Regions from separate parts of the Gossypium hirsutum genome. Here region 2 is linked to region 1. The links are chromatin contacts, called in public Hi-C maps. All regions are on one chromosome and are shown on one strand. Each heading gives the region's core, a stretch centred on a gene start, on an enhancer-like site or on the middle of the called end of the contact. The rest is flanking DNA. Distances are from core to core; before and after follow the strand shown.

What was found. A called contact is a pair of places that touch in the nucleus more often than the background predicts.
Region 2: a Hi-C map of leaf shows a contact between it and region 1, with 2.4 times the contacts expected there. The contact joins the promoter of LOC107962907 here to the promoter of LOC107901615 in region 1. A contact is called at or near these places in 2 of 34 Hi-C or Micro-C datasets (both in leaf).

What each region holds. Positions count from the first base shown.
Region 1 is chrD06:23,584,113-23,587,581 of Gossypium_hirsutum_v2.1, reverse strand. It overlaps LOC107901615 (PX domain-containing protein EREL1), which reads left to right and starts at 1,829. Exons shown (of 10, transcript XM_041095392.1): 1 at 1,829-2,090; 2 at 3,050-3,160. The coding sequence starts at 1,998.
Region 2 is chrD06:23,889,308-23,892,776 of Gossypium_hirsutum_v2.1, reverse strand. It overlaps LOC107962907 (hydroxyproline O-galactosyltransferase HPGT3), which reads right to left and starts at 1,751. Exons shown (of 12, transcript XM_041095401.1): 1 at 1,324-1,751; 2 at 51-114. The coding sequence starts at 1,448.

The DNA of each region.
Region 1 (3,469 bases), core at 580-3,079:
GCTGACGTGGAAAGAAATCGCTCCCTCTAGGACGCGATTTGCTGACGTGGCATGAACAGTGTGTTTTTAGCTTGGAAAACTTTGAAAGGCCATAACTTTTGGCTCGGTTGTCCGATTGAGACAAATTTTTTTTTATTTCGAATAAATTTTCGAGATCTACGTGCTGGAAAACTTCTTAGAGATGAATAGGGACTAATTTGTAAAGTATAATTTGTTAGTTACGAGTATAGGGACTAAAGTGTAATTATTTCAAAATTAGCACGAAATTTTTGTATTTAAGAATATTTGAATGTTATGGAAGGATGAAATTGAATTTGAATTGAAAAATGAAGCTTAGATTTGAAAATATGACTATTTAGGCTTTAGGGACTAAATTGAATAAAATGGAAAATTTTAGGGAACTTCTCAAAAGTGGAATGAGCTGACTTATACCTATAACAGGATGATATAAGACAATTCTGTAAAAAAATATCCGGTGTTTACTTCAAATAAATGAGAAAAATAACGATTTGAATGTTTCAAAATTCAATTTTAAACCGAAAAAATCAAAATTGAGGGGCAAAAGAGGATCTTTTTCGACGAAAACGTCGGCAAACCGCCTTCGATGGTTTATCAGCGCGTAGATCTCGAAAATTTATTCGAAATCAAAAAAATTCGTCTCAATCAGACAACCGAGCCAAAAGTTATGGCCTTTCAAAGTTTTCCAAGCTAAAAACACATTGTTCATGCCACGTCAGCAAATCGCGTCCTAGAGGAAGCGATTTCCTTCCACGTCAGCAAATCGCGCTGACGTGGACGCGATTTCCTGCACGTACCCTGACATCGCGCTGACGTGGACGTGATTTCGCGAAAAATGACCCATTCCGATAAATAATTAGAAAAGTGGCCTATTTCGGTAAATTTAAAAAAAAGGGCTTTTTTTAGTAATAAACCCGATAGAATTACCGTTAAAATGAAAACACGCCCTATAAATCTGGTTTGCAGGAGAAAGAATAAAAACAGCCTAAATCGTCAGCATAGTTTCTCAATTTATTTTCAGATTTTTTTTGTTAAATAAGCCACCAGCTTTGTGTACGAAAATTATAAATAAATTTAATTGAGCAAAATATAAACTTCAAACTCTGAATTCGAGGTTGGCTCTACTCCATTATACCCGTACAAGCAGATAAGGCAATCATCCCGGAGCAGGCTCCAACCCCCAAGCCCACTTCTCCCATCTTAAAATGCACGCATCTTTTTGTCAAATTCCGAAATTATCAATAATAATTAGCAGAATTTAATTTATAATCAGTCTATATATTTTAAATTTTTGAAATTTAATTTATTTTTATTCACAAAATTTTAAATACATGTCTAATTTGAAAATTCAAAGTAGAGAAATTAAAGTTAAAATATACGCTTTTTTCACTTTTTTGTATATTTGAAATTTAATTCTTTTATTTTTATTTTAAGTAATTTAATTTTTCTATTTTTTGATTTAATAATGTAAATTTAATTATTAAAATTATTCTGTTAAATACATATTTATTATAACGTTATTTCTTTTTGTTACTTGACTCTCAAGAATGTATTTTTATTTCAAAATATCATATCAATGAATTTAACTAAAAAGTTTCAGTAAGGTAAACAATTTAAACATAAATTTTGAAATCTGAAAAGGTTGAAAGATTAAATTCTTAGAAATATAAAGAGTTCAAAGACTTGAAACATATTTTAATCAGGTACTAAATTCCTAAAAGGATTATATTTTAAAAGTTTAAAGAGTACAGGGACTGGGGAATAATTAAATCTAATCAATAATAGTAAAAGAGAAAAAGGCCAAATAATTGAAATTCCTACGTCTAAACACCTGCGTGACGCTTTGGTACAGTTGTCTACTTTTTCCCCCCGATCCGATCAATAAACCCTAAAAGCTCTTTGCAATCGATTTTAATGTTCAATTTCGATTCTTAGACAGAGATCGGCGTAGTTTCGTAGTAAATAAAAAGGAGAAATAGATGATGCAGAGACGGAGTCCACCGAAGCACAGGCACGATGGGACTTCGCCACTGCCTCTCGGGATGGATTGGAGTCCGCCCCCTCGTAAATGGGTCAGCTTCCTTACAAATTTACCATTTCATTTTAAATTAGTTTGGAATTCGAATCGGCACTTAGATTCTGTTGTTGAAGAGTTTTTAGTTCATGAAATTCTAGAATTTTGAACAATAATTTAGTGTTTAGAGTGAGTTTTATGGTCGATCAAGACTAAAAGAAAAAAAGACTGGATATTTTTCAATTATGAGATTGGACTTGATTGCTAGATTGTTTCAGTAACTTACGTAATCTTAATCTCAATTGAAAAAAAAAAAAGAGTGCATTCCCTCGTAAATTGGTCAGCTTTCCGACAATTTACTCTCTTTTCGTTGATTTTATTTGAAGTTACCTTGGAATTCGAATTGGCACTCAGATTTTGCGATTGAAGAGTTTAGTTCATAGAAATTATAGAATTTTGATCCATAATTAATGCTTATAGGGAGTTTTACGGTGGATCAAGACCCAAAAAACAGACTATAGATTTTGCAATGATGAGATTGGACTTGATTGCTAGATTGTTTCATTAACTGATGTAGCTATCTTAATCTCAATTGAAAAAGACTTTTAAATAAAATACCTCTTAACCAGTTTTTAAATGCATTAATATAGTAAATTTAGAATTTTATGTTTGCTTCGCTTGTCAGTATAAGTCCTCATAAGCTGGTTTTGAGCATTTACAAAGTTCCTATGGTTCTTAAGCATTTGCTGCTGAAATTTTAGTTGTAGTATTTTTCATAAGGACAGTGATAGGAGAATTCTATCAAGAATCTAGACATCTAAAAGTAAGGGATGAGCTATACTTTAATCTTGACATAGATTGGTATTCTGAATACTATCTTTCTTTTAACTTAGGAAGGAATGGATTTTGATGTTCTTCATTCATGTTGCTATTTTATTAGTAGAACCTTTTTGGCTGTCTGGAAACTTATAATTGAATTTTGGTTTTAGCGCTTATTCAATTTACATATACATGCAGAATGGGAGAGAAACTGTTTGGCCACATGATCCTCGAACTGGATGGAGTTACTGTGTTACAATACCTTCGTGGGTTGTCCTTCCAAAATCAAGAGATTCAGATCCTGTAGTGGTAATCACTAATATATATGTCTATGGTAGATTGTATCTCACTGTCTTGTTGTGACTTAGTGATATTTCAAGTTATCTTTAACAACACAAATTTTGTTCTCATCTTTAACTTTATAACACTTAGGCTATGATTGTAGATTAGGGTTCAGAAAAAACTTTCCACATCTAAATGGGTCCATGTGATGTAAATCTAATACTCTTTGGTCTTCCTTTCAATTTTTTAACAGACACATTGTGATTCTGTGATAATCATCAATCATGTAAATGTTTTAACATTTTAGTCACTATATATATGCCTTGGTTCTCAAAT
Region 2 (3,469 bases), core at 502-3,001, 310 kb before region 1:
AAGGACATAGGCTATGACAAGAACAATTTGTTTGGCTTTTGAGTCCTAACCTGTTCCATGTTCTTCTTAAGAAGATTAGCAAGCAATGTTCTGTTTTCCGCATCTTGCCACAACCTAATTTTCATCAGTATATTTTGCAAAATAAATAGTAAATAAGTAATTCAGATTAATCAATTTGCTCGCTATGGAAATTGATTAGAAACAAACAATAATTAACAAAAATGTTAGGCTGATTTAATTGAATATAAATTTCAATTCCACGATCCTATTTTTTCCCCCTAAATACAATCCAAAATGAAAAACCAAATTCCACAAAATGGCGCATTGAAATTAATAATTGAGAAGAAAAAATGAAGACAAAGAAAAAACAACCTAATCTTTTATCAGTGCAAAATAAATAATAAATAACTTAATCAGATTAATCAATTTGTTAGGTACGGAAATGAAACAATAATTAACAAAAATGTTAGGCTGATATAATTGACTATAAATTTAGATTCTACGATCTTTTCTTTTCCCCTATATACAACTCGAAATGAAAAACCTAATTCCACGAACTAGCGGATTGGAATTAACAATTGAGAAACAAAAATGAAGACAAAGAAAAAACAACATAATTTTTTATCAAATTTCGCAAAATAAATAATAATTCAGATTAATAAATTTATTAGCTACGAAACTTTATTAAAAACAATTATTAACAAAAATGTTAGGCTGATTTAATTGAATATAAATTTAGAATTCTACGATCCTATTTTTGCCCTAAATACTGTCAGAAATGGAAAACCAAATACCACGAACAGACGGTGAAATAAACAATTGAGAAATAAAAATGAAGAAAATGGGGGAAAAAACCCCCTAATTTTTATCACTTTTTCACAAAAAAAAATTCAGATTAATCAAAATTTCAGCTATGAAGATTTATTTTAAAAAGGTGAAATTGAATATAAAATTAGAGTCTACGATCCTAACTTTTCCCTAAATACAGTCCGAAATGGAAAACCAAATTCCACGAACAGACGGAGGAATTAACAATTGAGAAAGAAAAATGAAGAAAAAGAAAAAAAAACCTAATGTTCATCAAATTTTCGTAAAATAAAAAATAATTCAGATTAATAAATTTGCTAGCTACGGAAATTTATTAAAAAACCAATAATCAACAAAAAAATGTTAAGCTGATTTAATTGAATGCGAATTTAGATTTTACGATCTTCTTTTTCCCTTTCTAAATACAAACCAAAATGAAAAATTCGACGAAACTTGCGCAATGGATTTGAATATCGAGAAGCAAAAAATAAAAACGAAGAGAAAAAGAATACGAACCGGCCAGCGACATAGAGCCAAGCGATGCAAGAGAAAAAAGCCATCAACAAAGAAGGCTTGGATGTTTGCAGATTCTTCGATCTCCATCGTTTATCTCCTTTAGTGGTTGTAGGTAAACCCTCCATATCACACTCTTAACGCATATACAGAATCGAAACAGAGAATTGATCGCCGGTCTCTGATGATCTCTACTTTTATAATTCGGATAATTACAATGAACGAGAATGCGAACTCAGTGTAGGGATTCAAATCAAGTATGAAAAAGAAATGACGGAGAATCAAAGACTAGAAGAAACAAACGGAAATTTGAAATGAAATTAAAAAGAAAAACGAAGAGAGAGATCTGAGAGCGGTAACTGACGATGGGTTGTATAGGCCAAGCCCACCTAGATTCGGCCTACACCGAACTTGGACAATCCCACCAATTTAATTTTGGTAATTTTTATTAGATCTTGGCAATTTGTACAACGAATTCAGATATTCCCTATTTAATATTTGGAATTATATTTGAATTTAGATTTTAAAATTATGGATTGGAAGTAGATGTGATTGGTATTTTACATATTTATTACTTAAATTTATATTATTAATTTGAATAACAGTCTAAAATCCGGATATTTAAATTCACATGTTGTAAAATGCTTATAAATTTGATTATGAATATAAAATATTAGCTTAAGGTCTAAAAAGTTTTCAAACTTTAAAAAAAAAAAGTAATTAATTTTTTGCATTTTTTTGCACTCATTTGTGTACTTGAATTTTTAAAATGCATCAAAAAAATCCTCAAACCTTTTTTAAAAAAGCAATTAAGCCCCTACTTTTTTTTTACATTCAAGTGGGTACTTGAACTTTCAAAATGCATCAAAAAAACCCTCAAACTTTTTTTAAAAAAAAGTAATTAATCCCTTGGCTTTATTAAAAATTAGAAAAAAATTAGAAAAAATTAAAAAATTAAAAAATTATTAAATTTTAATAAAAATATGAAAAAATTAAAATTTATTAAACATTAGAATTTTTTTATAAAAATCATAAAAATATAAAAAATTGTAAATTTTTATAAAAATCATAATCAAATTAACGACCCCTAGTTTTTTTATGATTTTTATAAAATTTTACAATTTTTTTTATATTTTTAAAATTTAATAATTTTTCTAAAATTTAATAATTTTTTATTTTTTATAATTTTTTTTCTAATTTTTAATAAGAGCATGGGTTTAATTGCTTTTTTGAAAACTTTTAAAGGTCTTCTTGATGTATTTTGAAAGTTCAAGTACCTAATTGAGTGAAAAAAGCAGGGCTTAATTGCTTTTTTTTGAAGAAGTTTGAGGGCCTGTTTGATGCATTTTGAAAGTTCAAGTACTTAATTGAGTGAGAGAGAGAGAGACAGAGACTTAATTGCTTTTTTTGAAAAAGTTTGAGGGTTTTTTACACCTTTAAACCTAAAGTATTCTAGCCAATTCAAATTCAAACTTTTGCAAATTAGGATATCCAAAAAAAATTGAAATTAGTTTTATTTTTGCAAATTTGGCATTCCTAAAGATAATTAAATTTTTTCGAAATTAATTTTTTTTATAAATTCGAATATCTGATAGATAATTTATAAATAATATTACTCAAATAATATTATAGATAATAAATAAATTTAAATTTTTAGATAGATTTACAAATTTCGATTTACGTAATTTACAAATTACAAACATTTACTGCCCTTCTTACACACCCACCATGTGAATGATATAAATAGTTTGTACTAGATCATTACATACTTATCAACTAAATTTCAATTGATTTGTAAATTTATAAAAAATCCATTACTTTTATAAAACAATAAATATTATTTTGGAAATATTCTTATTTTTTTATATAAAATATAAAAAATACCTAGGCATACTTTAGTAATAAAATACATTGACTTAACTCAAACATTAATATTTTATAAAAGTTTCATCAAAACAAGGTCTTAAATAACAGAAGTTTTATATACACATCATTTTCAAAATGCACGTAGGCGCCACCCCCTTAAAGCATGCATGATATGGACACAAAACAAACATTTCACAATCTAAACAGCTATTTGGTGTATCCCTTGATCAAACTTCCTTCAATCAACATATTCTGAGAACGAAAAAGAAAAACAGAGTAAGTT